2 separate regions of the Zea mays genome follow, and region 1 is linked to region 2. A link is a contact called in public Hi-C data. All regions are on one chromosome and are shown on one strand. The core of a region is the stretch at or near the end of the contact, and the rest is flanking DNA. Distances in the headings are between cores, read along the strand shown. Region 1 holds the start of LOC100281844 (formiminotransferase-like). Region 2 holds the start of LOC100500978.

Region 1 (4,447 bases), core at 1,304-3,803, 280 kb before region 2:
GAATTGGCTTGAGACATGGTTCCATTTCAATGCTGTTTCGTATGCCGTTGATGTTCTAGTCCATCTTGGCAAAGCTGTGAAGCCTTGTAGGCAATGCCCAGCTTTGAATGCTAATGGACTGATAACAAGTGTGTCTCTAACGGTTCTGCACCCCAATGAAATGGGGTTCAGATCAGTAGGGATGAGACATAGCAAGCTCATTACATGCCCAATCTAGAGACGGGACTTCTATATGTTTTGTCTTCAAGTGTTGAACCAGCGTCCAGTCACAACCACACTGGACTTACTAGTCCATCTTGGTAAAGCACGGAGCCTAGTGGGCAATGTCTATCGGTTCTGTGTTTCAATGAAATGGGGCTCAGATCAGTAGGAGTGAGACATCTGTTTACAGCAGTTGTGCATTTTTACTTGCAGTGTGTTAATGCATTTATCTGTTTGTCATCGGTAGTTCTGTCTGTTACGGTTATTAACCACATCATCCTGGCAATGTCTTGCTTTTGAATGCCAATGGACTAACAACATCGGCCTCTCTTAACGGTTCTGCACCTCTTTGAAAGGGGGGACACAGATCAGCGTGGATGAAATGAAACAACTGTTACTATGAACAATTGCTTTATTTTGGGGAAAAAAGTGCTAATGCCCCTCATCACCTTTGTCTGGCAGCTGAACTCTTCGTCAACGGTGAGATTGTTCAGAGGACTCCCGAGAGGCAGAGGAGGGTGGAGCCCGTGCCGCAGAGGGCAGCAGACAGGCCGAGGTACAATGACAGAACCCGCTACGCACGCAGGAGGGAGAACCAGCGATGAACTGTGCGATAAAATCATAAAAAAGACCACAGCAACAAGTCCCAGGTGGTTTCAGCTCTGGAATTCAAGGATCACCTAGTATCACCTGTATTAAATTGGCAATCTCACTTTACCTGCAGTCTAGAGTATCGTTTCTATGTGCTCAGCTTGGACGTATTGTATTCTGTAATTACAGCTACTTGGAGATTTGGAAGGACCTGGCTTGCAACGTAGTATAATCTCTAGTCTTTTTTCTTTGTGGCAATATATAATTGCTATGAATACCAGATTGAGATGGTTGCATACTGTTCGCAGCTCAACTTTTTTTTTTGTGCCATGGCTGACAACTGCTGGATTCCTAGATACACAGTAGTAGATTATTCCATTACCCTGCTTTCTGAACAATAAACAATCTATCACTGCCGAGAAGCCTCAGGCAGCTTGAGCGGCCTGCAAGTACAGCTCGACGACCTTCTCCCGCGAGAAGTCGGTGAAGTACCCCTGGCCGACGCCGACCCCGAGGCCGGCGGCGAGCCGGCTCACCCTCTCCTGCACCTGGTCGGCGCCCACCGCGTCCGGGTGAAGTAGGTTGCAGGCGACCTCGGTGGCGCCGTCGCCGTGCGCGAGCCCCATGGCCTGCACGCACGCGAGCCCGCCGCCGCGCTCGCTGACCGCGCGCGCGATGCGCCTCGCGACGCTGACGTCGGCCGTGGCCAGGGGCACGTTGTAGTTGTCCACCCACGGCGTGGCGCCCACCACCACCACGCCATTGGACGCGGACGACGTCCGGGGCCCGGCGTCCGGGGCCACCGGCAGCAGCGAGTCCGGCGCGCCGTGCCACTGCTCGCCGCCGGGGGAGGTCGGCGTGAAGTAGCCCAGCTGCCTCCTGATGGACGCCAGCGTCCTGCCGTCTCTGTGAGCTGCGCCGTACAGGTACGTCGGCACTGCTACGTACGTACGTTGGGATGCACGATGAGCACCAAGGCCAAATCCATCAGATCAGACTCTAATTATCATTTTTTTATAAAAAATTACCGGTTCCAGTAAATTCGCGTCTGGGAGGGATGAATGGTAACGGACCTTGAAGCCTGTCTCCGATGTCCGCCGCCACGGCCCTGGCGAGCGCGGTGACGTCCTCGAGGCGGGCGCTGGCCAGAGGGTGGAAGGCGATGTGGTCGACGACGCCGAGGCGCGGGTGCGCGCCGGCGTGGGCGTCCAGGTCGACGGCCTCGATCGCGGCCGCGACCACGCGGAACGCCGCGCAGCGCAGCGGCGGCGAGGCGGCGCCGCCCGCGAGGGGGGACACGAGCGTGTACCCGACCCGGTTGTAGGCGTCGTCGGCGAAGGTGTTGACGAGCACGGCCAACGGGCGGAGCGCCGCCGCCGCGTGCTCGATGGCACGCAACGCCCCCGAGTTGCGGGCCTCGGAGATGTAGAGTTTGCAGCACGCTAACGCGGGCGGCCTCAGCATCATCGCTTGCGCGCCCGAGGAACACGGGGCGACCAGGCGAGGCCCGCCCGAGGAACCGGGAGAATCGAGGACCTAGTGGGGTGGGGTCTGTCGGGGCTCACCTCTGTGCGCGCGCGAGAGGCGGGATGCGGGGGCGGCGGCGGAGGAGGACGCGGAGGAGAGGGAGCGGCGGACGAGCAGGAGCGCGAGGCGTGCGCCGGAGGGGAGCCGCATGGCGGTGGCGGCTTACTGGTGGGCTGCGTGTGGCCTCGCCGGCGCCACGCGTGCTCGCAGGTTAATAGAAGAGACACTGCGTCGAACGTTACGAACCAGTGGATGCCGTGCAGGTGTAAAATTCGATTGTAGACTATCTTTACATGGAGAAGGGATATAATCAATTTTTTTAAAAAAAGACGGAGGGACATATGAGGTCAATCCCCGGGGGACACCGTCAGGTCAGCGCGACGTCTGGCGACCGCCACCCCCACCCCGCGCCACGTGCCGAGGGCTTCGCCGGGACCTTCGCCACTCGCCGGTGACGAGCACACACCAGGTCAGCTGATGTTGCCTGCGCCCCTCTCTCCCCCGACGCCCCTCCTTCCCGCGCCCCTCCCTCCCCCGCCACCTCTTCCTCCACCTGGCTTGCAGGGGCTCTCGGGTACATTTCGAGACGGGTCGTTACGGCTGAGCACATCCCACGCACGCATAGCCCAGAAGCCGGCGTGCAGAGATTCTCAATCTCCCTGGACAAATCTGCAAAAGAGCAAGGCAGGGGAAAACCGGTGGAATAGAGAAGCGGGTCGGCCTGGTACGTGGAAACCTGAAGAGCATGGTTGGGCTGTGAAAGCGGATAACCTAGGGAAGGGGCTGCCAAGGAGTCTCGGCTCGGGCTCCATCTCCAGGGGTGGATTACAGCCCAGAAGGCCGGCAACAAGACGAACGAGGTAGGGTTTCCACCTGATCTTATTGGTGCTCGTTCCCCAAAACAGTTGTACGCCCTTCTTGCTTCGCTGTGGGCGCTGCCTACCCACAAGCGGGAGAGCTTCTCTGGGGGTGGCGATCCATCCCACTCCTCCCGCCCGACTTTGGTCCTCAGCCAGGAGGGGGAGGGGGTGAGCTCGCTGGTGAAACTGCAGAGAAGATGGAGCCCAAGCTGAAACCCACACAGTGGGATCGGTGGAACTCTAAGGCCTTGTTCGTTTCTGCTGGATTGGTGGGTCGGAACGATTCCGGACCGGATTGCTTCTCTAATTTATATAAACTTTGATTAGCTGGAACGATTCCGGGTGTAATCCGACGAAAACGAACAAGGCCTAAGGAGGCGAGGAACCCACCCAATGCTTGGGGGGAGACACCGCAATATGAGTTGGCGACTTCGACCCCCACATTTGAAATCTAAGGGAGAGGTGATCGGATCATCATCTGGTGACAGGAATACCCCAGGTAACCCTAATTCCCCGACTCTCCCTGGGATGCTGGAGGTAGAGGGAAGCTGTCCCCTGTTTTTGCCAAAAATGTGGAGATGAAGGTCATCATGCCAGAGATTGTTCTAGGGCTTTGTGGTGTGATATCTGCATGAAAGAGACCAATGTAACTGCGTAATGTGTGTGGCCAAGACTGAACAAACCTATTATGCCATTAGTGGGAATGGCAGCAGATGGTTTGGGGTTTTACTCTTCTCAGTTTGGAAAGAACATTTCCAAAAAACCAAAGAGGAGTCTGCTGGGATTAATCAAAATTGTGGAGGGTATGGTGTCTGCTGGTGATCTGGAGAGGGATTTTAGCTTCCATTTCCCATGGGGACGCCCCTGGAAAGCAGCTAAGTGTCATCTTGGTTTCCTGATGCAATTCCCATCACAGGACAGGCTTGATGAACTGACCAACTTTACTGAGTTGAAGATGAAGATTTCAGGGGTCAAGATTGTAGTAACTGCGTGGACTTCACAGGCTATGGCTAAATCCAGATTACACTCAGTTTGGATTAAGGCCGAAAATGTGCCTGAAGAATTGTTGAACTATCAAGCCATATGTGAGATGGGATCGGTTTTAGGAGCTGTGGAAGAAGTGGATCTGGCCTCTCTGAAATCTAATGACATGGTTAGATTTAAAGTGCATGTGAAGAGCATCGCGAGGATTCCACCTGTCATTGAGATAGGAGTCAAACATCTCTTATATGACATTTATTTTAAGGTGGAAAAGGTGGAAACTGAAG
Region 2 (4,119 bases), core at 1,248-3,747:
CTCGCACCTGAGACAGAGTGGGAGTGGACAACAAGTCGATTGCCCCATCGACAATCCAGTACCACTCATGCCTCTTGCCTCCTCTGGCGCTCATGAGGACATATCCGTCGATGTCCTCGGTCCTCGAATCGTAATCTGGCCATGGACCTCCTGTGCCATGGCAGTGTACTCGTGAAGGCGGCTATAGACGATGGGGTTGCTATACACCTCGGGCCCGTCATCCGGGTTGTAGGTGATGTCGGACGTCGCCTTTCCCTTGTGGGCCATAGCATAAGCCGAGAAGATGGAGCAAGGCTGGTCACCATGTGACGTCGACTGCAAGAAAACCATCGAGATAGTTAGAAATAATATCTAATCCTGTGTTATATAGCTAAATAAAAAAGAGGGTGTACCCATGCTTCTGCATATTTGCCGAGGCTGCGGCTGCCTTGGTGGTGGGAGGGACCTTGCATCATCAGACGCCATTCCCGGCTAGCGTTCTGCGCCTTGTCCCACTCAGGCGAGCACCACCTATCCACCATCTGCTCCCAGCACTGATGATGCGCAGTGCACCAATAAGGAATCATCTACAAAGTAAACAGGTGAATTGCATATCAGAAGATAAAATTAAGGAAAATTTTTATCACGGATATTAAAGTGTTGTATTTACCTGCAAGTACTGGTCCCTGGTCAACGACATAGTTCGGGCTTCCTGCTTAGTCACCTTCTCCCTAAGGGTGGAGCCGTGGTAGCTGACGATGGCCTGTATTCATGCCTCGTAGTGTATATCAACGACGAGCTCTTATAGCTCGTGGTGGCCACCACATCCGCCCTAGCCTCGTATCCAGCCTCGCATATGAAGAAATCCTACATACAAAGACGATGTATTCATACATTATTTCAAAAATGTGCAACGAATGCGACATATTTTACATTATAGTAAGACTTGCCCATAGCTCTTGATTCACCCGCTCCGCCTTGTTGTTGAATTCCCTACCGTCCTGGTCTACTGCATCGGGGGCAACGACGTAGTGGTCGAAGGTGCAGGCTGGGCCCATCACTCTGGCGTACTTAACCAGTCCAGGAAAGTGTTCCCTGCACAGAAGGTCGAGGATGCCACTGGGGTTGCGGTCGTGACCCCCTACATTCTCCACAACCTTCCAAAACCGGTCCAACTGATAAATAAAAAGTATTAGTTTATATTATTAATTTAAACACATAATATAAAACAAGTAGGGAGAACATAAAGTTACATGCCTCTCTCCATCTGGCCGAATCAGCGACCGTCTGTCTCGAAGTATGGGACGATGAGGAAGACTCGCGGGACCTCACAGGTAGACGTTCCTCGAACCTGAGGTGCTAGAACCTGAGACATCCATTAAAGATGGTACCTCACTAACACTATCAACTAATATCTAACTAATTACTGTCCCCATCTACTAATCTACTAATGCCTAAATACTTATTAAGTAATAAATAAGTAATAGCTATTTACTAACTAATAGCTATGTACTAACTATTAAATGACCACAACAAGCAGAATTACATAACCTACGAATAATGTACGAAACAAGGTATATTTGAGATCACGAATGAGTCAAGTTACCGGTGGCGAAGGTTGAGTCAGACGGATTCCTATGTACAAAAAATATAGTACTATCAGTAAAAAATTCGGCAGCACCTCCCCTATACGGGGAGATTTCTAAAACCTGCAAAGAAACAACATCACGATGAGTGCCATGCACACTAACCAACACAGAAAACTACACGTTAGCTACATACTAAACAATATGCTAACCATATGCTAAACAATGTGCTAAACAATATGCTAAACATATGCTAACTATATACTCACTAACTTTCCTTCATCCAATATACTAACCATACGCTAAACATATACTAGCAATGTATTAACTATATAATCACTAATTATATGGTTAGCTAAACAATATGCTAACCATATACTAACTATATACTCACTAAATTTCCTCCATATACTAAACAATGTGCTAAACAACATGCTAAACATATGCTAGCAACACAGAAATACTAACCATATGCTAAACAATGTACTAATTATATTGGACGAGACAGAGGAGGTGGAGCACGTACCATAGGGGCGCGGCGGTGTCCACCGACGTCGTGTGGCCGCGACGGAGGACGAACGATGCCCGAGGAGGCGCCTCGGGGCGGTGACGGACAGGTGGTGATACGCACGAGATGAGGAAGGGCGGATGTGGCTTGGGGCAGCGACGAGGGACGGGCCGAGGCGGTGGTGTTCGGGTGGCGACGCGCGCGGAGGAGGAAGGGTGGAGGCGACTAGAGGCCGCGGTGAGGGACAAGCCGGGATAACGCGATAGGAATGGAAATAGGTGCATAGAAGAGAAGGACGATGACATGTATTGTCTAGCTCAACCCCAGATCTAGGGGCCACGTCAGCCCTCACTCGCCAGCGCCGCAGTTAACTCGACGTCACGGGCTATAGCATTGCACAAAGGGTAAAAAAAACGATATTAAATCGTCTAGGTCTAAACGTGGTTTTTTTAACAAAAATGGTCTAAAATAAAAACATTTCGGTCTCATCTCCGTCCACATCCGTCCTCCAGCACTCCAGCTGCATCGACGAGGACCGCCGTAGCGATTTGCGAAGCAAGGGACGGGAGAGGAACCCGAGGAAGGCGAAAATGATCTACCGCAACTGGTCGCTGCTCTCGTCCACAGTCGTCATTTGGGGCGGCGTCGCCACCGCCGGCCTCGCCGGTATCTTCCTCTTGGGCGGCAAGGTACTTCCCTCAGCCCCCCCCCCCCCCCCCCCCCCCGCTTGTTTCGCCTGCTCCGGCGGTAGATTGATGGTATTTAGCGTGGATCTGGTTGATACATCCGTGGGGGATTGGTCTGCCGCCCGCGATCATTACGAACCCTAGATTTGGGGGCAGATTTTTTTGGTGAGTCGCAGTTTGTTGTCCACAGGGGCATATTTATATGGTTACTTATGTGATTAGCAAGACTGATTTCAAGCGGGTGCTATGTAATTTTCGGTTTGACATAGCCATGTGGGTCGGGTCAAAACTGTAATAGATTTTTTTGTTACTGGATAGCCAATAGGGGATTTGACAACCTAATAAGGTACCACATAATTTTAAGGATTTCATTCAGCTTTTGTTTCTTCTTATTAAGAGCAATTGGTTAAGACAGAAGGCATTTAATTTGGCATCAATGAAGAATCATGTCTTAGGACAGAAGGCGTTTAATCTGCCACCAATGAACAATCTGTTTGTAGTTTCAAAGACATTAGCTGATGCAATTTTATTTGTTACTACTTCCCAGTACCATGTTTTTTTTGCTGACCCCACAGCTGACAACTACAATATCTTTCTTATTTAGTTCACTGACACCAAAAGGTAGCAGAAAAAACTGGAAAGAGTTAATAGATATGCATTTCGAACAGAGTGCATATACACTTCAGATAAGGTTAAATTCGCTAGAACAAACAAACTGGAAAAAGTACTGAATAAATCGAGATTACCATTACATGCTTGTTCTTCTAGAAATTCAAATTAACCCTGCACATGCCTGTGACATTACCATTACATGCTTCTGAACTACTGTCCAGGTACAAAAAATCATTTAACTCATGTTTTGGAATCATGAGAAATAAACCAGCCATTCCTTTCCTTTGCAAATTATTCTGTAACTTAAGTAGCCATTTCTTTTCCTTGCAAATTACACAAAACTCATGTTGGCTAACTTATCAGATTCCGAAGAATGTTTTCCTAGAGTTAGGAAAAGTATGTTCATCTGAATCAGTTTTACTTATGGAAAGTCACCCCGCAAGCTAAAGCAATTGATTAAATGAACCCGAGTGGCCGAATATAGTACAATATATCATTTCTTTCATTTAAAATATTTCTTTTGCTTGCAAAGGAAATGGCATGCCAGAGTTTACTGATTAATCAATCTTCAGATCATCATCTCATTGTTTCACCAAAAGGTTACAGATATAGCTGACAGGACTGATGGTGTCCTCTTTGATAGCGGCGACGATGGTGTGGGTGAGATAGCACAGGATGACGTGCAGGATGCCTCTGTACTATGATAGTATGATGGCAAACACAGCAACTTGCATGGTGCTGATGTGGT

Evidence for each region. A called contact is a pair of places that touch in the nucleus more often than the background predicts.
Region 1: a Hi-C map of leaf shows a contact between it and region 2, with 6 times the contacts expected there. The contact joins the promoter of LOC100281844 here to the promoter of LOC100500978 in region 2. A contact is called at or near these places in 3 of 25 Hi-C or Micro-C datasets (ear, leaf and tassel).

Annotation. Positions count from the first base shown.
Region 1 is chr9:27,531,578-27,536,024 of Zm-B73-REFERENCE-NAM-5.0, reverse strand. It overlaps LOC100281844 (formiminotransferase-like), which reads right to left and starts at 2,553. Exons shown (of 2, transcript NM_001154764.2): 1 at 1,866-2,553; 2 at 1,123-1,729. The coding sequence starts at 2,259. The coding sequence ends at 1,218. It overlaps LOC100283838 (DAG protein), which reads left to right. Exons shown (of 4, transcript NM_001156736.1): 4 at 664-1,089. The coding sequence ends at 806.
Region 2 is chr9:27,253,232-27,257,350 of Zm-B73-REFERENCE-NAM-5.0, reverse strand. It overlaps LOC100500978, which reads left to right and starts at 2,497. Exons shown (of 2, transcript NM_001328382.1): 1 at 2,497-2,762. The coding sequence starts at 2,664.